Linked DNA regions of Mus musculus: regions 1, 2 and 4 are each linked to region 3. A link is a contact called in public HiCAR-type and HiChIP or PLAC-seq data. All regions are on one chromosome and are shown on one strand. Each heading gives the region's core, a stretch centred on a gene start, on an enhancer-like site or on the middle of the called end of the contact. The rest is flanking DNA. Distances are from core to core; before and after follow the strand shown. Region 1 holds the start of Pdk1 (pyruvate dehydrogenase kinase, isoenzyme 1). Region 2 holds the start of Itga6 (integrin alpha 6). Region 3 has its middle 26 kb from the start of Gm36909. Region 4 overlaps Itga6 (integrin alpha 6).

Region 1 (6,067 bases), core at 2,092-4,591, 240 kb before region 3:
TTTTATTTTTAAAAGGGAAAAACTGACCAGTGCAGAACGTATGTTCATACCACATCATCACACTGAACTCAATACAGGTGTTACTAAAAACTGATCAATGCAAGATTGTGTGCATACTACATCATCATCATACTGAACTCATTAATACAGATGTTACTAAAAAGCAGAAGAAAAGTTGTAACTTTTTATTGTCTGCAACACGATCTCAAATAGTTCAATCTGGCCTAGAATAGAGTAAGTTGGTCTATGCAACCAAGTGAGACCTTTAACTCCTGATTCGTCTGCCTCCACTTCCGAAGGGTGCTGGGATGACAGGTGTGTACCACTTCCTCCGGTTTATGCAGTGCTAGGGGTTGAAACCAGGACCCAATGCATGCCGACAGCCATTCTACCACACTACGTCTCCATCCCCTAGCCTTTGTAATATAGAAAAAGATATACTTCACCAACATAAATTCACTTTATAATAAAGTACACACAGCCCTGGATACACACTACCATTCTGAGACACCATGGTACAACAAAGAGAGACACACTCAGGATTGAAACCCAGGGCTCCAGTGTCTGTGCTCACACCTGGACAAAGACTGTATCAGGTCTTAGCTTCCTCACCAGTGAAAGGAGTCAGTAGCACCTACCAGGCATGGTTGAAAAAAATAAAACGAAATGTGTATCTAAATATATAGCCATTAACAAATAGTAACTACTTTTCTCATTAGAATTTAACACTCTCAAAAACAAACAAACAAACAAATAAAATATGTAAAAGTATTTTCTTTAACCTTGGATAAAATTCACAAGTCCACTGTAATTGTAAACACAAGATGGGACACTTGCTGGGCAGTGGTGGCACACGCCTTTACTCCCAGCACTCAAAGGCAGAGGCAGGGAGATCTTTGTGTTTGGGGCTAGCCTGGTCTTCAGAGTGAGTTCCAGGACAGCCAGGCCTATACTGAGAAACCCCATCTCAAAACAAACAAACAGAACCAGAGCAAAACAAAAAAGATGGGCTCTTACCAACTTTGCACCAGCTGTACGGATGGGGTCCTGAGAAGATTGTCGGGGAGGAGGCTGATTTCTTTCATTATATTTGCCAATCTAACAGGCAACTCTTGTCGCAGAAACATAAACGAGGTCTTTTCACAAGCATTCACTGACCCTGAAACCAAGCACAGTGACAGGCAGTGAGTGACAGGCACCGGTAGCCGGAGCGAGAAAAGGAGAGTCAGTCACTTGGCAAGGCCACAACGGTACATTTACCATAGTGAGAGGAAGGAACTAGGAAACAAAGATATATCCAGGCACAGTTGAACTAACCGGTCTATAAAGTAATCCTGATTCCAAACTGACTTCCAATTCCTGAAATTCCAACTGCTCAGTACAACCATGTATGCTCAGTACAACCATGTAGGTACTTGTTATACTTCAGGATGACTAGGATTCAGGTAAGCTGTCTGCAGTAAGGCTCAGGGCCTGTGAAGAGAACTGGGAAAGGCCAATTCTATATACCCCACTGCTGCTGCCTTTAGAAATTCTGACTCCTGCTGGGAAGTAATGGCTGGAATCTTTAATCCCAGAACTTGGGAGACAGAAGAACGAGGAACTCTCTGATTTCAAAGCCAGCCTGATCCACAGAGTGAGTTCCAGGACACCAAAGCTACAGAGAAACCTTGTCTCGAAAAACCAAAAAAAGAAGAAAAAAAAAAAAAAAAAGGAAAAGAAAGAAATCCTGACTCTCGACTTTTGAGTAAATTCTGACCCAAGTCATTGACTAGACACAAATACTAACCACCAGAACAAATACCACCAGAACACAGTCAGTACAGAGGTTTTCAGGCAACAGAAGGCAAAGACCATCAACACAGTATCACCAACCATCAAGTGGAACCAGCTCAGTTGTCTGATTCCTGAGACCATCACCTCCCCCTTCCTCCACTCTTGAATCCAGATGTTTGGCAGAAGAGTTGATAAGTGTCCCTCCCCTGGCAAGCACCTTCACTTGAACTAAAAAAGTCACATTTCAGCAATCCATTTGAAACTAAGTGGACCTCGCAGATGGAACCTTAGCAGAAAACTATCTTGTCAACAGTAGCAGTATTATTAAGGAAAGCATCTTGCCAAAGTTTAATAGCGTATTCATGAACAAGGTGAACATTGCTACACCACAGTACAGGCATTCACAAATAAAAGCAAAACACACACACAAAACGGGGGCCTTTCATAGTCCCTTACTAAAGAAACACAAGGAAAAGCACCTGTCACTTCAAACCACAATTTTAAGATAAAGTACCTACCCCCACCACTAATCTCTCGTGCGTGCTAACCATGTTATAACCTGGCAGCACGACACAGAAGATAACTTTTTCTACTCCAGAACTTTCGGATTTCAATGTTAAGAGTTTATTCTAAGCATTTCCCTTTCCGCCTCATTACTCCTGATGAGAAGCCAAAAGTCAAAGGCCTAATTCTGCAGTTCTGCAATCTGTTACACACAGACAAGACCATGCACTTTACACGTGCTTGAGACTGGCTGCTGTTGAAACGAATTTGCTCTCGGTGAAAACACTGGCGAGGAAAGCACTGGGCCAGTAGTAACTTGTTTTCCAGCCATCACGCCACTCCAAACGATCGCCACTGTGCTGGCACCGATCTCGCCTCTGCAGAACACCACCCTCGAAGCAGTTTGAGCCCTGGCCTTGAACCTGAGCAAGGCATCCCCAAAGACACCAGGTCCCCAAGCGCGCACCTACGCACGTGCGCGGAAGGCTGCAGCCGCGGGCCCCCTGCTTTGTTTTTTTGGGTTTGTAGTTTTTTTTTTTTTTTTAAACACACTATAGTCGCACGTCCCTGTTACGTGCCCGGCCTTCCAGCGCCCGCTCCCTCCGAGGAGGAAGGAAGCACCTAAGACGCAGGGGGGGCGACACGAGGGAGGAGGAGGGGTGCGCCTGGGAGGACGGGGCCCGTGCACAGAGGCCCGACGGCCCAGCGGCCGCCCTCACCGAAGTCCAGGAACTGCTTCATGGAGAGTGGCGACGGCGAGAAGCGCGCATAGAAGTCCACCTGGCCCGGAACGCCAAGCTCCGACGCCGGCCCGGAACCCGAGGCCGAGGCCGAGGCCAGGCTACGGCTGGCGCAGGGGACGGCGCAGAGCGGCCTGACGCTCGTGCCGCCCCGCAGCAGCCTTGCCAGCCTCATACCGAGCCCCGCCGGAGGAGCCGGAGCTCCGGGCGCCAACCTGCGGCTGTATGCCGCTGCCCGGGCGCTACGTGCGGGACGTGGCTGGCCGCGGGGGCGGGGAGCTGCTGTCAGCGCTGCGGCCACCGCCCCCTCGCTGGAACCACGCCCCCGTAGGCGGAGCACGGACAGCACGGAGGAGGGCGAAAGGCTGCGCTAGCCACCGCCCCTGGTTAAAGACACGCCCATGTAGGCGGGGCCCTGGGAGGACGGAGGCGGGGAAAGAAAAAAAAAAAGGGAGCGCTGCTGAGCTTTGTGGGGTGTGGTGCAGCTGAAACCACCCGGAGCGAGTGGCCGCCGTGGGAGCCCGGCTTAAACGATCCAGCTTGCGCTGTGTTGCACCCCTTTGCACCCTTTCGTACTTCCTCCGCCCTCCCAGTCTCAGCGGAAAAGCTCTAGGCTGTGCGAGATCGTTGGCAATGAGCCTGTTCTCATTGCCCTTGGATCATGCAAGCCCTTGATTTGCAGGTGCAGCCGAACAGTGGTACAAGAGTTGAACTTGGGGGTGTGGCTCTAAAGAATTCCACAGCAACGAAAGTCCCGGGAAGAGCGCGTTGAAACACTTTATGCAAGCAATATTGCCACAGTACTTAAAGACTACTCGCTCTTTTTCTGTTAACTCATCTTAGAGTTACAATGTGCCTGCTCCATCTTTTCAATGTATAGAGATAGTGAATGTAGAATTAGAACATATTTAATATCTAACCCCACGAAAATCACGTCTGTCTTCTGAACACTGTAAAGTCCCCATCCAACTACCCTAACATTTGCTGTGTCTTAGGTGCAAGAAAACTATCCTGCCACGTGTGAAGTTTATCAATTATGTAGAATACACACCGAATAACACTTCATAGCTCCATGCTGGTCGCTTTTGGGTTTTGTTTTGGTTTTGTTTATGTTTTATGAGACAGGGTTTCTCTGTATAGCCGTGACTGTCCTGGAACTCGCTCTGTAGACCATGCTGGCCTCGAACCCAGAAATCCACCTGCCTCTGCCTCCCAAGTGCTGGAATTAAAGGCATGCGCCACCACTGCCCCGCTCGCTATTGGGTTTTGAAAAAACACAAATCATGAAGTCTGGGATGTAGCTCATATCCAAAGCCCTGCGTTTCATCCCCAGCACAAGGAAAGAAAAAACAAAAGCAACCCCCCCCACCCCACCCCCCCACATTGTGTTGGCCCAGGTTTATAATTTCAGCGATCTGCAAGTGGAAGCAGCAATGTGGGAGGTGAGAATTCTAAGGTCATCCGAAATCATGCCAGCCTGTTATTCTGACTCCTATCTGAAAACAAAGAAACAAATACCTGCCCACCCTCCCCCAACATACACAGAAAAACAGAAATTAGATCAGAGTCCCTTTAAAGAAAGCTGTTATTCTGTATCCAACAAACTGTGTGTAGCACAAAGCGGGGATATTGTCCGCATGGAAACAAAAGCAAGTGGTTTTGATTCTAGAGAAAGAAAAATTGTTTTTCCTCAAGTATCCAGTAGAAATTGTGGTCTCCTCTTGGGGTTCTTAGTCTCATTTAGAAAAGAGTTTAAGAATAGACTAAAGTGGAAGCTCAAGGATAATTTTATTAAAGTTTAAAAGAAGAAAAAAAAAACCTCCAAGGTAAACAAGCTGTGCATCTCAGCAGCTGCCTGGAGGAGGAGAATGGGGTAAAGAAAGAAAACAAACAAACAAACAAACAAAAAAGCACAAACCAACGAAAAGACCTATGCTGCTCCAGTTACTGGCATGGAGGTCAGATGGAGGTCTGCCACAGGGTGGGAAGGGGGGCCTTAGAGAAAAGGGTAAGGAAGCCCAAAGTATCAGAAAAAGCAGCATCAAAGAGGGAGGGGGTAAAGGGAGGGAGGAAAAAAGGGAAAATTGTGCCTTTCTGACTCCAACCCAGTACCTCATGGTGGTTTATAGGAACAGTGTTGGGGAAGGAGGAATTCTGGGAAGGAAAAGTACAATATCTCATTAAAGGACAAAATATTTCTTCTACCTATTTAGGATAGCTGAAGGCGAGTTTGCTTTCCTAGCAGTCCCAGGCCAGGTGATTGACACTGCCCAACTGCAATGTTAGCTCTCCACCCAGGCCAGAGAATCTAGCCCCTTCACCAGATGGAGGTTTGTTTTTCTTTCGTTTAAGAGTTATTTTATTTATATGAGTACACTGCTGTAGCTGTTTCCAGACACACCAGAAGAGGGCATCAGATCCCATTACATATGGTTGTGAGCCACCATGTGGTTGCTGGGAATTGAACTCAGGACCTTTAGAAGAGCAGTCAGTGCTCTTAACCACTGAGCCATCTCTCCTGCCCCTAGAGGGTTTTTTGGTTTTGGTTTGGTTTTTTTGTTTTTTCTTTTTTGGTTTATTGTTTGTTTGTTTGTTTGTTTGTTTGTTTTAGAGACAGGGTTTCTCAGTGTAGCCCTGGCTGTCCTGGAACTTACTCTGTAGACCAGGCTGGCCTCAAACTCAGAAATCCGCCTGCCTCTGCCTGCCAAGTGCTAGGATTAAAGGTGTGTGCCACCACCGCCCGGCTTGTTTTTTTCTTAATGGGTCTTTAAGGCTATTCTAACATTAAGTCCTTTGTTGCATCAGACCCTGTAAAGAAACAAAAACAAGAAAAAGATGCCTATTTCATATATTTGTGCTGTATAGCTGGGGAATGATAATTTTTAAAAAAAGTGGCCTTGAATCCCAGCATATAATATCTCCAATATAGTATAGTGAAATGATTGTTTAGAGAAATGATAAGTCATTATAAATTGAAATATCCTTAACAAAACAACCTATTTTTATAGCTGTTCCACTGTCTACTGCTTTTCTCCAGTGGCCTGTAG
Region 2 (6,860 bases), core at 3,794-6,293, 160 kb before region 3:
GGGCAAAAGGCAAGTGTAATTGAAAAAAAATCATTCTCTCTCTCTCTCTCTCTCCCTCTCTCTCTCTCTCTCTCTCTCTCTCACACACACACACACACACACACACACACACACGTCCCTTAGCTGGGACTTGGTCACTATATTCAAAAACCAAGAACTTCCATGTCTCTTTGCATCATTCCTGTAGCTTCCCTTTCCCTAGGGACTGCTGACCCAGACCCCACCCACCCTGAGCAAGAAATGGCAAAGCAGCGTACCCCCACCCACCCACACATTCAGCGAGAGCAGTTGATTTCAGAAGTTAAACTGAGTGTATGATTTGACCCCTTTGTATCTGGAGGGCGTAGCTAGGTGCTGTCTGCAAATAGGAGCCGTGGGTCCCTGCCCTCACAGAACCTATAACCCAGTTAGAGATTACATCACCCCCTGAAGATGAATAAAGCTTAAACCTCAGAACTGCCAGACATGTGCTGCCTGCATTCAAGGGATGAAGAAATTGCTCTAAGGTAGGCTAGTTCTTGGAATTGAAGGGTTATTTTTGTTTGTTTTTTGGTTTTTTTTTTTTAAAGATGAGCTGACTCAGCACAACTCAGTGTTTCATGCACACCTGGGAGCAAATAACCGTATTTTTGTTTTAGCTCCACTGTTGCTATTTAAAACACAGAATTCACTGCCATATTGGTACAGAAATATGTTAAATCCAGGTCCTTGGGGCCACGTACCATAGAATGCCAGTACTTCCAAACTGTAAAATCTTAAATGGTAGTGTATTGTTCCTAATATGTCTTCTAAGTCTCCTTTGACTACTGCGGTTTCTTCTCCCTACTCTTGGGACTCAAGGTGACACAGCAGTTCTTAGAAGATGGCCCCAAGCCACTCACTCTGTTGTAGGAATGAGATCAAGGAAGCAAATGCCTGGGTGCACATCCTCTGACCCCTGGCGAGAGGCCGTCAGGTCGCATCCTTTAGCTGTCAGAAGGAGCTTGACCCATAGCCAGTTGGGCTGAGGGTGACTAGGAAGAGAGTCCATGTACTGATACTTAAATAGATAGCCCTGACCTACATGGGAAGCAGTTCAATGAATCAACACACTGTAATACATTTCCAGAACTCAGCAGCTTGCCAATGCCTCCACATCTGAAGGTCGTTTCTGAGGTTTCCTCTTACAAAAAGAGCACAGGCGTGAGCCAGAAATACCACCTTCACAACCAGATCTTGATTAAGATTCTGCCTAAGTAGCTGGAAAGCTTCGGGTAAGACATTTCATGACCTTCAGCTCCTGTTTCTCCATCTACGAAGGGGTCGAATGGACTGCATGATCTCCAGCTACATCCGACAATTGAGTAAGTCCAACAGTCAACAAGCATCCAAGTGAGGAGAGAACAGTAGGCCTGGGATGCGCTCAGACAATATGGAGGAGACCGAACAAACAAACGAACAACCCAAAAGGAGAAAATGAAGACTAGGAGTGAAGCAGACTTCTCTCCATGAACGCAGCTCCTCCCAGGTGATCATACACAGATACATCCTTGCCCAGAAGAGAGCCAAGTGAGTGAGTCACAGGATAGATTCTATTCAGTCATCACTTTGTACCTTCCACGGCTAGAGATGACTGGGCCCCACCTACCAAGGAGAGGGAGGATTAAAGTGCTTATAACCCAACCTCAGTCACTCAGCTGTCTGCTTAATAACTGCTGGAGTCTTATGTAATTTATCTCCGGGAAACATAGATAAAGTTTAAAGTGCCTAATCCAATGTGACAGTCCCCAAATATCAGCAATATCCAGTGTGTTTTGGGGGCTCTCAGACACAGTATTACTCCCTATAAAATCTTAACTAAAGCTATTACTGAATATATAGATGGCATTATAGGAAGTTTAAAATCCAAAATAAATAATAGAAAGGAAGAAAGAAAAGAGAGACAAGGCCTTATGTTATGATATGTTATGATATGTTATGATACATTCTCTATAGCTGTGCATTTATCTTATACGCCCGCCCACCTATCTTCTGCCTCAAAGTCATAAGTTCAAGAAGTTTGCTTCTGCAATGAATCTAAGGCGGAGTAAAGTTTAGCTGCTTTGGTGTTCATAAGTCTGATTGAGAGTTCAGGATATTAATTTAAAACAAGAGCCTTCGGTTTTAATGTGAGGTGATCACAGACTCACCAAACACTTACCACACCTGTATGGCAGCTGGCATCTAACACTGTAGGCCTAGAGATTCTACTTTTAAATGCATCGCTATCAACAGCTTCCATTTAGCCAACAGGTGTCCATGCTGGGCAGACCGGGCAGACACTAAGCATTTTGCGTGTTCTTTTAATCTTCACAACAACCCAGAAACACCTACACTGTACAGGTGAAGAAACCACAGCTCGAAGCAAATGGTTATCAGTGCCAATGACCAAGAAACCTAAACTCAGCTGTCTATCCCCAGGTCCCTGAGATGTTGTCACTGAGTTTGGAAACTGGGCCCAGAGTCCCATCAGTCTCACTGGCTAGCACTGACACCCACCTTCTTCTCCGTAAAAGGAAGCCATGGGCATGATATGACTCTCCTCAGAGGATTGATGCTATTCTTGAACCTGGGAGAGTATATCACAAGATGAACCCACAGCCTCCTGGAATGCAGATTCTGCCTCTAGGTTCTAGGGTGTGGCCCAGTACCCCTTGCCATGGGTCTCTTCTCATCTGAGGGTCTGACCTGGTACTCCCATCTGTCGTCCTCTACAACAGTGGTTCTCAACCCTCCTAACACTACAACCCTTTAACACAGTTCTTCATGCTGTGGTCACCCCACACATACACCATGACTCCCCCCCCCACACACACACCATAAAATTATTTCATTGCTACTTCATAACTAATATTACTACTCTTATAAATCGTAATATAGATATCTGATATGCAACCGCTGTTAAGGGGTCACAACCTACAGTTTGAGAAACACTGCTCTATGGCTTTTTTTTTTTAAAGGCACCAGAACTTGTCTTGGGAGGACCTGTAGCAGCTGTAATAGCAGAGAAGCCCTGCGGTAGTGACAAGTTTTAGCAGGCCCAAGGCTGCTCACCTTAATGACAACAGTGATTCCTGGCTAAAGGCACAATTTGAAATCATTGTCCTCAGGACATTTCTTGCCCCAGTTTCCCCCCATTATAATGTCTGCTTGGACATGTCCATCCAGGAAGCCAATCTCTGTGGTCTGATACAGACAGAATGCTAAATAAAGGCAAAGAATGTTTTCCCTCTGTTGGCCCACAGTCACTTCTATACTAAGTTCAAATCCTCCATGGGTAAATGTATGTGTTTCTCGAATAGTGTTTGAGATTTGAAATGTCATCCTCTTGAGTTGACAAACAAACAAACAAACCCTCTCACTTCAGATTTACAGCTGACCAACAATTATTTTCGGGAGAATGCCACGCCTGCAGAGTCAGACCCCCTCCCTGCCCGGGACTATCCCACCCACAATAGACTTCTGCTTCACCTAGCAGGTGGTATCAGAAAAATCTGACCTTAAGATTTTGAAGTCCACAATATGCACAAACCCCAAAGTTGTTAAATATCCGAAAAGGGAGTTTTCTCCAGTTTAAAATAATTCTGGCCTCTCCTTTCCCCTTGGCTGCACTCTGTTCTCTCCGGTCTGCTGGTCCTGGAAGGACCTGGGTTCAACTCAAGACCTGGGCGGGGAGGAGGACCTTTTGTTGTGGGAATGAGCATGGATCAAGAATTTAACCCCACTGCGACTGGGCGACTAAGCTCCAGAAAATCTTCCCCAATCAAAGAACTGGGTCATGTGGGAGCCAACACTGTTTAAAAGGCAGAGCCAGTCGCTTTCTCCTGGAAGAAACACTTGGGAGGATGACTGTCACTTCCGAACCTTCTTTTCTAAGTCCCTCCTAGAAGGGGCACTTTGCTCTAACTCCTCCGTGAGGCCCACCCAGCACTGGGGCCGGAGGATCCTTGAGTGCTGCTGATCTATCAGGGAGCTGGGAGGGGGAGCTAGCACACCGACTCGAAGAAGCCTGTTTTCACAGCTGAGCTAGTCCTGAGGAACAGGTGCTTTTTAAGAAGCATGTTAAAGTATCTCCTGCAGGAGAGCCCACTCTGCAGGGAAAGTCATACGGGACAGCGAAAAGTGGCTTCCCAACTTCCACGCGGCGCGCGAACGAGGGAGGGGACCGGACGGTCGGAGAGTTGGAGAAAGGCCTGCATTTCCCTGGAAGACTTCCCGCAACCCTGTGTCCCATCACTGTCCCTAGTGCACACGTGAAGCTCAGCAAAGCGTGCCACCTGCCGGGGTCCCTGCAAACTAAGCCCGAAGTGGAGAACCGCGGAAAGCACTTCAGGGGAGGGGGAAAGTCAAGTATCCCGGGGCCGGGCCCGGGGTTTGTCCCTTCGGCTCTCCTCACTCCCGGGAGGCGCCGTGTGCAGGGCGCGGCGGGCCCGGATCTCTCAAGTCTTGGGCCGAAGAAGTGCGAGCGGGCAGGGCAGGGCAGGGCAGGGCAAGGTAGGGAAGGCCAGGGCAGAGCAGAGCCGAGCTGGGCTAGCCCACGGATAGGCTCTGGGCACGCGGGACGGGCGGCAGCAGGGCGCGCCCTCGTTCTCCCTGGCGCAGCGCGGCGCCCCGGTGGGGATGGGAAGAGTCGGGGAACTCACAGCCGCTTGTCCTCCGGCTGCAACTGCCAGTGCATGGCGAGCGAGAAGCCGAAGAGGCTCCCGGGATCCCCCGATTTCCGGATCACGTTGTCCTCGCGGGTGTCCAGGTTGAAGGCTGTACCCAGCCGGGCTAGAAGCCCCGCGGACAGGTAGAGCAGGCACAACTGGCCCGCGACCGCCATGGGCGCGCGCGGTGGGAGGGACCCGCGGAGCTGCTGCGGCCTCTGTGCGCGCGGGCTCGGGGCCGGGGCCGGGCTGCCTGGCGCGCCGCTGCGGCCACTTGGCCTCGGTCGCCCCTGCGCGCGGCCCCACCCCCGGCCGGCTCACGCTCACTGTGCGGCCGCTCCCCCACGCCCGCAGCTAGCTGCTGCTCAATGAGCCCGTTGTTCTCTGGAGACTCTCAAGCGTTTTATCGAGTGACCGGGACTCCGGCCCCGCCCCGCCCCGCCCCGCCCCTCCCGAGGCCCCGCCCGCCACACGCACCTTCCCTGCCGGCCCCGCCCCGCAGCGGCGCACCCGCCGCAGCCCTCCCACCTTCCCGCCACCTGCCCGGAAGCGTCCCGGAGCTTGGCAAGACTAGCCAGGCTTTTTTTCTACCTGTCACTGAACTGCGGGCCTCATAGGGCTGACTTGCAAAGACATCCGTTCTCCAAGGGTTCAAGACGCGCCTAAGTATGCCCAGCTCTTGGGGTTGGCTTGATGTTGCATACTCGCTGGCTCCCCAGGGACCCAAACGTCGAAAACGTTGCTGTGCTACTTAAAAACACACTGTTTCATTCAGGCCTAGGAAGCGGGCTTCTCTGTGCTGATGAGTTTTGGTTTTTTTTTTAAAAAAAAAAAAAAGAAAGAAAGAAAAGAAAAGAAAAGAAAAGAAAAGAAAAGAAAAGAAAAGAAAAAAGTCAACTCAGATTTTTGTGGGAAGATCTCTAGGTAGGGAACACTGAGTCCTTCTATCTTGGGCCCTGGAGTTTAGCTATTGTCCCCTTTTCTTACCCTAAGTTTCCTAGTCTAGTTAGAACTGCATAGATAGAGACAGCTAGAGGTCCGTGTGGGTGGCTTGAAGGCTTGAGTCTCGCGGGCATAGGGTGGGGCTTTCCAGCGAGGTGTTGGCTTTTGAGGCATGTTTATTTTAGGATAGAAAAACTTGCTTCAGGGACGCTCAGAACTTGGTTGAGAACAAACAATATACATTTTAGTGAACCATTTTTTATTATCCTCTGACATTTAGATTAGCATGTTTTCTCTTATGAATGTAGACAGTAAACCACAAAGGCAGGAGACTGTACCAACAACCCAATTATCAGTAGAAAATACTGTTTTATCCAGAAAAGTTGGTTGTTGCAGATGTTTCAAATTACAGTTGTTATTAGGTAGCTACTCTGCTAGATCTCGATGTATGTCAATAAAGAAGCAATTTATTACTATAGAAAAAAATGTTAACATTTTGACATATGTTAATATAATCGATTTTCTTCTTAAAAACATGTATGTTGTGCATAGGGTCTTGGTTTTCAGTAACTTACTGAACGGGCCTTGTTCTACCCTGTCTCCTATCGATGTAATTTAATATTTTAACCAAAAGCCACCTGAGGAGAAAAGAGTTTGTTTTATCTTACATTTCCAGATAATAGAACTCAGGACGGGAACCTGGAGCAGAGACCATGGATAAAAACTGCTTAGTGGTGTGCTCCCTCTAGTTGTGTTGAGCCAACTCTCTATACAAGTCAGGACCAACTGCCCAGAGCTGGGTAACAATCACAGTGGGCTGTACACTCCTGATGCTGGAAAGGGCCTTTCCATGGAACCTAACAGGCATGCATAGGAAATAGAAGCAGGGTGCAGTCCCAAGGGAGACCCAAAGCGTCCTTCTACATCTGTACCAAGAGAACAGCTGGAGCTACTCAGAGAAGCTATGTGAATATCACGTGTGGTCTTCACAGGTGGCAGCAGCTGCCAGAGTGAGTCCCCAGCAGATGTGCCACTTCCCAAACAACTAGTAATCTCACATCTTGCCCTGGGTGAGGTATAATGGATCTAAATGCACACGAGATCTTGAAGATCACACGGTTTGAACAAGCGCTTCTGAAGGACATTGAGAAACTGTTAGAAATGACTGTCTAGTGAGGTAGAAAATATCAGCAGTGTGATTTTTAGTGGGTGTCACTCACAACCGTTTTCTTCTTTCATGTATGGCAACCA
Region 3 (5,946 bases), core at 2,308-4,807:
GCTGCTCTGTTCTTCCTCCTTCTCCTCTGGTTGAATGAAGTACTCTGAGTCTGAAGAGTTTTAGGTCGTTTTTCATGGCAATTGGCTTTCCTTGACACTGAAACAGTATCTATACCTTTCTTTCTTTCTTTCTTTCTTTCTTTCTTTCTTTCTTTCTTTCTTTCTTTTTTTTTAAATACGTCTGGGTATTTTGCCTGTATGTATGCCTATGCCTAATAAGGTCACTAGGTCCCCTAGGACTTGTGATTATTGTGAGCCACCAAGTGAGTGCTGGTAACTGAACCAAGCCCTCTGGGGAAACAGCTAGTATTCTTACCTGCTGAACCATCTCCCCAGCTCCTAGCTCTACCATCTTAAGAACAAACTCAGGAAATGGGGATGAGACAGAGGAAATAAAAAGTTGAGTGCTTGAGTCTCAAATTATTTTGTTTTACAGTAACTTCAAACAAGGCCCAAGACAAGCCTGCCAAATCCTTGTGACATTAGCCCTTAGGAGGTAGAGGCAGGAAGATCAGGAGTTTTTAAGCCAGCCTCAGCTATATAGGGTATTCAAGTCTAACCTGGGCTACAGGAGATCCTGTCTCCAAAACAAAGAACTAAAACCAGGCATAAATTCACGTAAAGGACAACAAAGAAGTTATTTCCAAGGCCTCTGGATTTAACACGGACTAGAAATCTTTTCCTCAGTTGTGAGAATCATTCGGGCTAGCTCAGCTTAGGTCACGTGACCACCTAGGAAGCAATCAGAGAAGCCAGGGAAAATGCTGTTGGCCTTGGTTATTCCTGGGCCAAGTAGATTGTGCCATTCCATTGTGCCAGGAGTAGAAGCAGCTCTACAGAGAACAGGGAAGAGAACAGCTCACCATAAAGAACTCAGAGTACCATGCCTAGGAGGAGAAATGGATGCTGGATTTGAACTCAGTGAAAGTGTTTTAGGTGCAGGACACGCTTATTTATTAATTAGAACTTTGTAAATGGATTAAAAGTGATTAAGCAAGAGACATTAAGGACCTTCTCTCATAAAATAATTGTCTTACACACGAGAGGCAGCAAACTAATTAGTGAAAAATTGCCTGCCATGATACCTTTTCTCTGTCCTCACAAGTTCTTCCTTAGCAGACCAAAGCTCCTCTTTCAACTCTTTCCTACGCAGTCTTTCCCTGATCTAGCCCTTCTCCAGTACCTTCAGCTAGAGCGGTGGTTCTTAGCCTTTCTAATGCTGGGACCCTTTAATAGGGTTATGTTGTGGTGACCCCCCCCAACCATAAAATTATTTCATTGCTACTTTGTAACTGTAATTTTGCTGTGGTTACAAATTATATTGAAGAAGAAAAAAAAGTCTATGTTTTCAGATGGTCTTAGGCAATTCCAGGAAAAGAGTCATTTAACTCCACAAAGGGGTTGGGACCCACAGGTTGAGAACGATTGCTGTAGACTCTATAGCTGACCCAGACCATCTTCATTGCTGGGGCTGTATGTCTTGAGATGAAGTCATGAAAATCTTCCATCTTTATACTTCTACTCAATATAGTTTTAGATTATTCTAAATTCTTTGGATTCCGATATCTATTTTAGAGCCAACTTATCAGTTTCTACTAAAACTTTGTCTTGAGGAGAAATATCTTTAAAACATTTTCATATTTTATTTTCTTATGTGCACAAGTGGTTTGCCTGTTGTATATATGTATACCACTTGCCTGCCTGCTGTCCATGGAGTTCAGGAGAGGAGGGTATTATAACCCCTAGAACTGAAATTACAGATGTGAGTCATCCTGTGGGTCCTCTGCAAGATCAACAAGTGTTCTTAATCATGGGCGCATCTCTCCATCCAGAGAAATATCGTCCAATGAAATCAAGTTTTTCTAACCCATGAGCATATAATCTATTACTCCCAGCAGTATTTTGTAGTTTTTAATGTTGGAGTCAAACACCAAATTCACTAGATTTAACTCTCTCTATATATCTCAGATTTTTATGTAAAATGATGTTTTAATAATTTTATTTGCATATGTTATATGCATGTTATGTGATTCGTTAAGTCTATTTTACACATACATATTTTGGGTTTTGTTTAGTTTTTGAGATAAGGTTTCTCTGTGTAGCCCTGGTTGTCCTGGAATTTGCTCTAAAGACCAGGCTGGCCTCCATCTCACACAGATCCACCTGTCTCTGCCTCCCAAGAATGTTCTTTTTTTCCCCTCTCCTCTCCTCTCCTTTCCTCTCCTCTCCTCTCCTCTTTTCTTTTCTTTTCTTTTCTTTTGCTTTGTTTGAGACTGGGCCTCTTTATCTAGCTCTGGATGTCCTGAAACTCACTTTGTAGACTGGGCTGGCCTTGAACTCACAGAGATCTGCCTGCCTCTCTACCTCCCCAGTGCTGAGACTAAAGGTATGCACTACCATACGGGGGGGGGGGGGGGGAGGTATTCAGTAGTTATGGCTAGCATACAATTGCCTTCATTTCATATTTTAAAAATATTTATTTTATTCAAATTTGTGTTTTCATATGTGTACGTGAGTGCATGTGCCCGAGAGGCATAAGACCCCTTGCAGCCAGAGTTACAGGCAGCCAGCTGCTATCAGGGCTGGGAACAGAACTTGGACCCTATTGATCACTGTGACCAGGTAACCACATTGGACAGTACAGAAAAGATGGGAAAGATACAGTCCCATGTCTCCATGAGCTTATTACCTAATTTTAGGCCTGGTAGGAAAGGCAGGAAAAAGGCCAAAATAAAATGCAAATAACTCAACACTTTGTACAAAGTAGTGTAGGGAAGGCAACATGACACAGGATGTAAGCCAGCAAACACAAGAGCCAAGTCCCCACTTGGTCACTTTGTTCCTCCTCTGTTAGGATGCAGCTTGTATTCTGGGCGACTCCATGCTATCGTGATTGGAGCTTGAATGGGAGAGTGCAAGGAAGAATACCATCCTAAATTTGCAAAGCATTGTGCACACAGGAGGCGGGGCTCACATATCTCTGTTCCATTTTGACTTTGACATGCTAATCCTGCGCTCTCAGGAGTATGAGCCACCTGCGTCTCATAAACCTTTCGATTTACTTACACACGTGTGACCTTTCCTATCCTGGGGCCACTCTAGCAGTATTGACCGCTGACTTGCAAGGAAGGGTGCTTAGCAACTGCATAGGAAATGATGCTTGCCGCTGCGATGTTGGTGGCCAGCAAGGATAAAAGCCGTAGAGGCGAATGAAAGCTGACCCGCTGCGAACAACCGAGGTGGATCCGGGAACAGGACCCTGAGTCCTTACTTGCACCCTGCCAGGTTTCCAAGTTGCTCTGCTTTCTCCAGTCACCTCTCGCTCCTCCCTCTGCTGCTGTCTTTTGTCTTTGAAAGCCGGGGGAGACCGACAACAGATTATTAACTGTGCACGCAGGTGTTATTGAAGAGACCAATTTGTGAACAATGGTCCTTCCCACGTTGTCCAAACAGAAAGATTGTTCCGCAGCTGTTATTTGCAGAACCTGTCAGCGTTCTCAGCGCTGCTACGGCGGCGCCAGCTGTCCTAGAGCGCGGCTCTCCCCGCGACGCCCACTCCTGACAACGCTGCCGAGCCCTCGCTGCACAGCTGCCCACCGCTGGCCACACTCCACGCCCGGCTGCCTTGCACCAGACAACGCGACCTGGCTCCCCGCCTTCCTCGAAACAGCTCCATACCTCTCCTCTGGGAGCATCCTTCTCATTCCTTTATCCCTGAAAACAGAATCCATGGAGTTGCTTGGGAAGCCTACTGCGTTGGAGTTTGGAGGACGGATATTCGTGCAGACGTTATGTAAAATGTGTGGCCCAGATGCCTACTGCGGATCTTCCCTGTAGGATCTAAGTGAACCCATCAATTCCGCAGTCTAGGGGTGGTCCAGACTTCCTCCAGGGAATGCTTTCATTCCATCACCTACCCTAAGGCAGAAGAATGCAACCCTTTCAGTGAGTTCCTAACTAAAGCGTCTGCCAGTGTCACTGTAAAGTTTTTCACTGTCAGCTTCCAACTCCTATGTGCTTGTTTGGCCCTGGAAAACTCGATTTCCTCTCTCTACTCTCTAGTCCTCAGGCCCTTCCCCCAAATCTCCACACCCGGGTCCCACCAACCGCTTCCAAGAGGCAGGACTCTCTCTCCTTCAAGGAAGAAGTACTGTTTTATTCCTGGTACAAAGACCTTCAGTTCCAGGGGTGTCCTGCTGGCGCCGGAATGTCTGCTGGGCTGCCAGTTTCTCAAAAAATTCACTGGCCTTCTGCTCTCCCCTCTTCCCATTTGGGGATGACCCCTTACAGAGGCGGTAAGTTTCCCAAGGAGCAGAAAAAAAAAATGTTCGCTGGGGCTTTCCATCCTGAGTTTCCCACAATGACCTGAAAACCCTAACAGTTGGATCTTCCCCCACGCAGCAGCCAGGCCCATTCATAGGTACTTAGCTGCTATTCCTATACAAATGGCATTCGAAACTGCCACACTCTTTTCCAGATCCCCAAAACAGGTAATCACAGTCTAGCCTAGTATTTGTGTGCCAAATTCAAATCTACAGACAAGAGCCGATAGCATTTTGTACACTACAATACTACCCACCTTATATTGGAGTCCAAGTTAAAAATGTAAATTTTTTTCACACACCAATTTCTAAGGTGTTTGCTCCACTCAACTATGAAGCCATAAAATAGATTCTCAAGACCTCTTCTTAATCCCATTTTAGGCTGATGATGACACGTTCTAAAATGACCAATCATAGCTTTAAAAAAAAGATTTATTTATTTATTATTTATTTGTGTGAGCAAACTGTCGCTGTACAGATGGTTGTGAGCCTTCATGTGGTTGTTAGGAATTGAAATTTTTAGGATCTCTGCTCGCTCGCTCTGGTAACTCTACTCGCTCCGGCCCAAAGATTTATTATTATACATAAGTACACTGTAGCTGACTTCAGACACACCAGAAAAGGGTATCAAACCTCTTTATAGGTGGTTTGAGCCACCATGTGGTTGCTGGGATTTGAACTCAGGACCTTCAGAAGAGCAGTCAGTGCTCTTACCCGCTGAGTTATCTTGCCAGCCCCTGACCAATCGTATTTTTTATGAAGTAACCTTAAGTTTCATCTCCTAATTTGCAATTCAAGAAAATGTATATATTAATAGCACTTTACAATTCTTTGTCACTTTACTTTTAACCAAAATAAATAAATAAATAAATAAATAAATAAATAAATAAATAAAGATAATCACTCAAAAAAAATTAACCCTGGACTTAGCAACCCCTGGTTGATTTTGGAATATTAATTAAGAGTCTGAAGGAAAAACGGATGATATGAATGGGAGCTCTGCTCTACTTCCTAAAAAGTGCTCTGAGAATTCAAGAGACTTTAGTTTCTCAGGATTCTTGAGAATTATGTCCACCACCCCCGCATTCCCCAACACTGGGACAGCAGTGCAGATCCACAGCGGACTGCACTTCCTGAACAAGCATTATTTCATCAGTTGCAAGTTGACGACGCCAAGGCAGCGTACAGTCGCTCAGATGCAGCAAGCCCAAGGGTGCATTAAGCTGGTTAAGTGGCTGCTGGCCCAGCCCGGGTGCTGTCTGTCTCCTGGCAGTCATAATGCCACAGGCAGCAGAGAGGGAAGTGTCTCTGTGCATGCTAACAAGCTGGCTGGAAGGAGGCTAGGCTTCTTACTTACCTCAGTACCACATTAGGCTGGGGAAATACAAACCGGGCACCATGCAAATATTTACCTTCAGGGACCTTTGAGAGACCTCTGGGGGAAGGAAAATAAATCTGAACACGTATTTACTCATAATGACTCCCGATAGTGCCATCCGAATACAAGCCGAGCATTTCATTAAGCAGGCATCTTCAATGGCTGCTGGGCTGTGTAAATACATTATAAATAAAGCCACAGATCCGCTAGGCTGGCAGGATGGAGGTGCGGTGTTTGGATACATGA
Region 4 (6,603 bases), core at 4,053-6,552, 180 kb before region 3:
ACTTGTTGCTTTGGGTTGTATTGGCTATGTTCCGTTTTAAATTCTTGAACTTCTATTTCCTTTCCAACATTTGATAAAAATCTCAGTTCCTTCAATGAGTGAGATGAAGGTGCAAGCATTCTGATATTCCTTCTTTCCAGACATTCCTCTTCATTTCCCAAGTCCTACTATGTGTTATCTTTCATTTACAATGAAACCAAGTCACCTTTTGGCAACCACAATTCGCTCATCTCTCTCTTTTTTTTTTTAACAGACCCAGATATTATTCAGTGTGAAGTATAAATTGAAGTGGAAATTTCTGGTTTCTTTGGAAACTCAGTTGTGGTATTTTTCTAGAAGCTGTTTTACGAGAGGATGTTTGGCTGAAGCAGACACGTGACAGGGCATGTGATGTTTTGCTTGAGCGAGCGCTGGAGAGGGTGTATGCTGTTTGAAAAGAGTATAAATGGAACCCCACAAACAGTGAGAGGCCGCTGTCGCATTGTGACGCAGTGCACCACTTAGGTCTCGCTTCTTCGCTGGCCTTTACTATGTAGAGAGAAATGCACCAAAGAACTTCTTGTGGTATTCCAGCTGATTCTGGCTGCTTCCACGGACTCAAGCCAATTCAGAGGAGCTCTGTGGTTCCTGTTGGACCGAGCCTCCTCTACCGATTCATGTTTGGCGTTTGCTATTGGACCACACTGCTGGTATCCTGACAACAAGGAGTGGAGTTGCTCACCCCAAAGAACGACTGTTAAACAGGTCCACACCCCCCTTTTCCTATTAACCTTCTTTCTCCCCCATCTCTGGTTGAGGTATTTGTTAGAAGGGAGGTTGAAGTGTTGTTAAGAACCCTAAGTAAAGTAGATTTAGAGAAAAGCCTAAGCCGACAATAAATGGATGGAGGACCAGTACCAGAATCAGACGTCAGTGTCCTCACAGGAAGCTGTCTCTAATGTTGAGGTCAAGCAAACTTTCTCCCCCACGTTCCATCATGTGGTGTGATTCATGTTCAGACCCTGACCTTTGTTTTCCTGGTGTTTCTACCGCCTTTCTTTTTCTAGTTTCACTTCGCTTTATCTTGACTCCTAAGCTCCCAATCATGCTTTGTAGTAGGTCCAGACATTGCCCTTGCTCAGACTCCTGTTTATCTGACAGTCACCTAGGCCCGCTCTACAGGATATGCTACAACACTATGGTGATATGCTCTGACCTGGGGCGGGGGGAGGGGCATTCTTTCCTCTTAGTTGGATTGTCTTACTGTCTTAACAGTTCATGACGAAGAAGCCAAGCCTGAGTATACAAACTTCTTTATTTGTTCTCACGTCAGGTGGAGTCAAGGCATACAACTCATCTCCTGAGAACCTGGATGGCAGTGCCGACATCTAGACTTGCGTTCCTTTGAGGGTGGCTTTTCTGCAGCTCACTTTATCCCAGGAATCCTGGAATGCCTTAATCTGTATTAAAAAGCCTTTATCGATACATAAGTTCTAAACAGCCTCGCTCACACTGGGAAGAACACATTCACCCCCAGGACACGCCTCCTGTCACGCACAGAGCATTCCATGCAGTCTACTCTCTCATTCTCTTTCTGGAATCCCCGCTTCTTAAGGTGTTGGATATTTGCGGTAATCAACCTTTCTCTTACATGTTTGTCTCTTCTCTGTGGTTCGGACAGGGCCCAACTTAATTTCCAGTGTTTCTACTGACATCTTAGAATTCTGCAGCCGTGTTTGCTAAGCCCCTGGAAGCTCATTCCAGGTGTGCTTTTTACATAACTGTATTTTGTGCATTTGGTATGTCCTCAAAATTCTGTGTGTCCCACCTACGAACTCTCCTGAAGCTCCCTTTGTGCCTCTGGAGGCCTTTTTACCTTCTCCATTACTTTCCTCCACCCACTGCTTGTTCTGTGGGTTTTGTTCTTTGGCCCTTATCTCTCTGAGAACCCCTTTTTGACCATCACCTATTCAATGAGTGTCAGTCATTGGCTGATGCTCATACGTATAAAGGCTCTCGTAGCATCACGGCTATCACTCCAGGTTCTCATGAAGTTTAAGACCATCAAAGAAAGAACCTAGAAGTTCATCCAGCCAGACTGATATATCAAAATTAAGTGTAGTAGTACTCAGAGGTCCTAGCCACGGGGTGCATGAAGAATCAGGGGTCATATCCTGATGCTCAACCATGGTCCTGGGGGACAATAAGGAAACAAAGCTCGAGCTGTGTGTACAGCAGCTTCCAGGTCCCGCTCTACAGTGTCGAGGAGCTAGAGGCAGTGGTGTGCACGGGAGATTTGCTGATATTGGTCACACTTCCTTTAGGACTCACAAAGTCATTATGGGAAGAGCAGCCTAGTTGGCCATCAGTCACCAATGCCCGTGGCAACAAAGAAACTGAAGAGATGGCTCTTGGTAGAACATGTACATGAATAGTCTCCTGCACCCACTCCTAGCAAAACAATGGGGCTTTTCCTGTTAATCACGAGTAGCTAAACTTTGTGCAGATGTGGGGAGGATAGTGACATTTGGCATCCATGGATTCTGACTCCTCATTCCCAGCTCTCTCTTACATTATCATTTCTGGCTTGGGGGAGGGTGGATACAGAACAGAAAGTCCACTTCCTTTAACCAGGCTGCAGCTATTCAGGGGCAAAAGGAAACCATCTTTCCAAGTCTTCTATGATCTCTCCAACTGTGGACAGGCATTTGGGGGGGGGGGGGCGGACTAGGCCTTTCCACATAGGTTACATGGTACTGAGTTCATTTTGCGTCCCCAAACTATCCCATGAAATGATCTGCTCCTAGGCCTTTCCATGGCTGGCTGTAGCCTAGTTGTCACCAGGTCAGGCCTTGCTCACACCTGTTGCCTGAAGTTCAATACCCACTCTCCCTCCCCACCTTAAAAAGGTTCTGGTTCGAAGACTGGTGATGGTCAGCCCAGCCTCAGACATAAAGCTGGCTGGAATGTGCCCCATGCAGCATCAGTTGCATAGTGAGCACCTTGTCCAAGTCACACTGTGTGATGAGACACAGTGTGGGTTCACAGGCCCTGGAGAGCTAGCTTTGCCCAGGAGTCCTATAGTCAGTCTCCCACATGGGTAATTTGTGTAGTCACCAAAGCTCCACTGATCTTTCCAGTAACCCCACTTCCTCTCAGCTGAGACTCTTTAGGAGTCCAGTAACAGAAGGACCAGTGGCTAACAAGAATGACCCCACTATTTCACCAACCCCCTAGGCATTGCCAGTATATACAATACCCTAATCAGGTCAATGCAGATGCACTAGCCTAATCAGATCAATATATACACACTAGCCTAATCAGATCAATGGGAAATCTGGCCTTTACTCACTGTCTAAAATTAATTTATTCTGCTGCATGCCCCCTGTGCCTTTCTTACACAGGGAGAGGTAAAGGAGCCACTAAAACTTGCCCACGCCAAGCCATGCACCCCTGCGCCGGCCGCTGGACTCGCAGCTCACATAAATAATTGCCTTTAAATTATTTCTAACTTTAATAACATTGTCACACATACATCATTTTACTTTGTCATATTCCACCCCCATACTTTCCCTTATTCCTGGTTCCTTTCCTCCCTCCAAATAGTCCCCTTTCTGCTTCCTTATATTTATACATGTGTGTGTGTGTGTATAAACTGTGCACACATATACACACATTTCATTTATACACATGTACATAATCATATATATATACATATATTTTAAAATCTAGATTCCCACATTTCTCATTTTTAAAAGAGCTACAAAATCATCATTTCTCTCATTTTGGTGAACTCGAGAACTCTGCACCCACAGGAGCATGTCTGTCGGCACAGGGCTGCGCCCCAGCAAATATTATCCCATTCAATGTGTCCTACTTTATCAGTCCTAAGAAATCATTTCGAAACAGCTTCAAGGGAACTAAACGCATGCATATTGGTAAAACTTGAGTTTCCCTCCAGGCAAAAGTCACTGCCGTTCTCAATGCTGGTGTGATGAGCACTGAACACCTCGTTAGCCTCCAGGGTGGATGCAGGTACACGCTGCTCGTGCATCTCTGGATATGGCTGGCGGAAAGCCCAAATAATACACAAACTACCCATATTTATAGAACGTTCGACAATCACATTCTCGTCCGTGGATCTCTAAGCAGTTGGAGGATAGCTGTCTCCATCTTACAGATAAAGAACCCAGGACTCAGACATTCCTGACACGGGTAGGTCTTCAAGCCCAAGGCTCTTCCTGCTGAGCCATTTCCTTCCAGCTACAACTGGGAGCCATCCCTCCATGTTGGAACCACACCCCGATATCCACCCTAGGCACCCTGCTCTCTTCAGTTCCTAGGCACACCCTAGCACACACCTCTGCATGTTTCCCAATATCCAGCTTCCCCAGTAAACACACAGGAAAGCTGCTTCCTCTAACCATCCCCAGGCTACAGCTTCTGGCCTTACCTGTGAGTCTGCCTTCCACACCCCACCTTCTCACAGTGAACTTCGCTGGGCCAGCATCTCTCCCACCCCAACTTAACTATCACCTCCTTGAGGACAGGAATCTGGGCCCAGTTTTTAATAACCTAAGGCCAAAAGCAACAATTAAAAGAAAAAGAAAGCCCTTTTTACTACCTTAACTGGCCAATCCAGTTGGACCAGTAGGAGCTCCAGCAATCTGCTCACCTCCTTCGTGTTTTCATGTTTACACAGAAGCTGATAAGCCACAACCTCCATTCAAAACACCAGAAACCTCCCACCAAGACAACGTGCTCACCACCAAATAAGGGCAACAAGCTGTTACAGCACTAACAACAGGAGCTATCCTGTGGATGCTGCCATAAGGCAAGCAGGACTCTGCTCTGAGCCCAGGGACACAACCAGTTCCTCTCACTTCACTAATGTGGATGGACCCATGGTTAAAGAGGACAAGAACCTACCAGGTCAAACAGCTGGATAAGTAACTCCACGGAGCTGTACCCAGCACTCCCTAGCTCTCAGATCTTGTGCTGAACCACTAAATCCCTAAGTCTACTCTTGGCTTGGTTTGACGGCATCACCCCAAAACCCCAATGAACTCTTGAAAAGAATATTTATTTACCAGAGGCGATTATAATTAAGGCCTACTAAGTGCTTTATACCCACCAGGAGCTCCCAGAAATTACTTGTTGCCTTTAACCAGATCACAGGACCAGTAATTTGGTTGTGGCCTTTTCAAAAACTAAGAGCCTTTCCCCTGTCTCTCTGAAAAAGCATGCTAGGACTAGCCCCAGGTGCCAGTGACCCGGGAACGCATGTACCAGCTAAGCCTGTGGGTTCTAGTTCTTACCTGACCTGTGCAGTTTCCTACAGGCGTGTCTCTGACTAACAGAGATCAGGCAAAAGGGTCATCCAAGGCCAAACCTGTTTCTATTAACTATAACACCGAACGGTTCAGAAACCTCTACCTCATACCGGGGTGGGAGTAAAAGCAAGATCACAGCCACTGACTCACATTTAATGGAATGTCTGCGCAAGTGGTCAGACTAAAATGGAAGAGGGGCTGGGAACAGTTCTGGTTCTACCTCTGCATCTGTCTTTGATGTGACCTTGGACCACCAACATTTGCTTATCTCCTGACAATCAGGACTTTTGTCACCTCTAAGGAAAGGAATACCAACACTAAGAAAGTCAGAATAAACACTGGCCATATTTAAAGCGGTCACGAATTCCATTTCGACTCAACTCAAACTTCAAAGTATAAATCTAAAACTAATTCATTTAAAAATGATTTATTAGTTTATTTATCAGTTTATTAAAAATAATAAACTAATGCACTGGAAAGTGTTCCCTAGCTGACAAAGCAACTCAGAACAGCAAGATACTATCCAAGGGCTGCAATAAAAACTCTGACTTCTGGAATCAGAAAAGGGAAGACAGGAAAAGTTCCCAGGGTTTTATTTTTTTGTTTTGTTTTTTGTTTTTTTTTTTCAAGACAGGGTTTCTCTGTGTAGCCCTGGCTGTCCTGGAACTCACTTTGTAGACCAGGCTGGCCTTGAACTCAGAAATCCGCCTGCCTCTACCTCCCAAGTGCTGGGATTAAAGGCGTGCGCCACCACCATTGGGCTGGAAAGTTCCCAGTTTTAAGGCATATCTCCAAACAACTCTGGGATTTCACAAAGTGGCTGCCAGAGCCTGTCAAATGTGGAATTTAATCATGTCCTAGACTTGCAAGTGATCAGATGACCCACTTCTCAGTCCTCAAATCACATTTGTCCTTTACAGGAGTCCAGACTTTCAATCTTCCTTTCAAGGAACCAGCCTGGAAAGCTGTAAACATCTGGACCTGTGACCTTCACCCTTGACACATGGTGGCGGCAGTCTAGTAAATTTCTGCTAAGGGAATATTTACTTTATAATTACTTATCATTTTTAATATTTTATATTCAAGTAGGTAATGACCAGGAAATCTTTACATATGCCAACACACAGGAGCAATATAATCAGTCAAGTTTTCCTAGTAGATGCTAGCAAAGAGCTCATATTTCATTTGCAAAGGAAAGAATAATCAGGTTTCATCATTCTTCAGTAAAATGTTTTTAATGAAAACCAGGAAGAGATAAGTTATATCTAACACGCTCACACCAGGCTGAGTG

What was found. HiCAR-type assays count read pairs that join an accessible place to other places. HiChIP or PLAC-seq counts read pairs in DNA pulled down with a chosen protein or histone mark.
Region 1: a HiCAR-type map of embryonic stem cells shows a contact between it and region 3, with 2.9 times the contacts expected there. The contact joins the promoter of Pdk1 here to the enhancer-like site in region 3. A contact is called at or near these places in 1 of 39 promoter capture datasets (embryonic stem cells), 1 of 484 Hi-C or Micro-C datasets (forebrain), 8 of 115 datasets of contacts at active chromatin or transcription factors (the 230-238 cell line, T-cell acute lymphoblastic leukemia, embryonic stem cells and 1 more) and 2 of 9 other capture datasets (embryonic stem cells and liver).
Region 2: an H3K4me3 HiChIP or PLAC-seq map of embryonic stem cells shows a contact between it and region 3, with 35 read pairs. The contact joins the promoter of Itga6 here to the enhancer-like site in region 3. A contact is called at or near these places in 2 of 39 promoter capture datasets (the 3T3-L1 cell line and hippocampal neurons), 6 of 484 Hi-C or Micro-C datasets (bone marrow-derived macrophages, cerebral cortex, cortical neurons and 3 more), 28 of 115 datasets of contacts at active chromatin or transcription factors (the 230-238 cell line, the HPC-7 cell line, the SCID.adh cell line and 19 more) and 4 of 9 other capture datasets (adipose tissue, liver, macrophages and 1 more).
Region 4: an H3K27ac HiChIP or PLAC-seq map of embryonic stem cells shows a contact between it and region 3, with 8 read pairs. The contact joins two enhancer-like sites. A contact is called at or near these places in 1 of 39 promoter capture datasets (hippocampal neurons), 4 of 15 datasets of contacts at CTCF or cohesin (embryonic stem cells, hippocampal excitatory neurons, large pre-B cells and 1 more), 16 of 484 Hi-C or Micro-C datasets (the HPC-7 cell line, bone marrow-derived dendritic cells, bone marrow-derived macrophages and 7 more) and 37 of 115 datasets of contacts at active chromatin or transcription factors (the HPC-7 cell line, Th17 cells, bone marrow-derived dendritic cells and 24 more).

What each region holds. Positions count from the first base shown.
Region 1 is chr2:71,870,498-71,876,564 of GRCm38.p6, reverse strand. Pdk1 (pyruvate dehydrogenase kinase, isoenzyme 1) reads right to left here and starts at 3,341. Exons shown (of 11, transcript NM_172665.5): 1 at 3,000-3,341; 2 at 1,018-1,159. The coding sequence starts at 3,195.
Region 2 is chr2:71,785,122-71,791,981 of GRCm38.p6, reverse strand. It overlaps Itga6 (integrin alpha 6), which reads right to left and starts at 5,043. Exons shown (of 26, transcript NM_008397.4): 1 at 4,662-5,043. The coding sequence starts at 4,843.
Region 3 is chr2:71,627,177-71,633,122 of GRCm38.p6, reverse strand. No RefSeq gene overlaps it. Among named protein-coding and RNA genes, the nearest start is that of Gm36909, 26 kb to the left of the region's middle. Within about 2 kb of position 3,557, at least 83 of the 459 cell types and tissues checked have an H3K27ac peak or open chromatin away from gene starts, as enhancers often do. A contact at or near this core is called in cerebral cortex, cortical neurons, differentiating embryonic stem cells and 9 more, where this site is marked.
Region 4 is chr2:71,804,055-71,810,657 of GRCm38.p6, reverse strand. All of the region lies in intron 1 of Itga6 (integrin alpha 6), which reads right to left. Among named protein-coding and RNA genes, the nearest start is that of Itga6, 20 kb to the right of the region's middle. Within about 2 kb of position 5,302, at least 61 of the 459 cell types and tissues checked have an H3K27ac peak or open chromatin away from gene starts, as enhancers often do. A contact at or near this core is called in differentiating embryonic stem cells, embryonic stem cells and trophoblast stem cells, where this site is marked.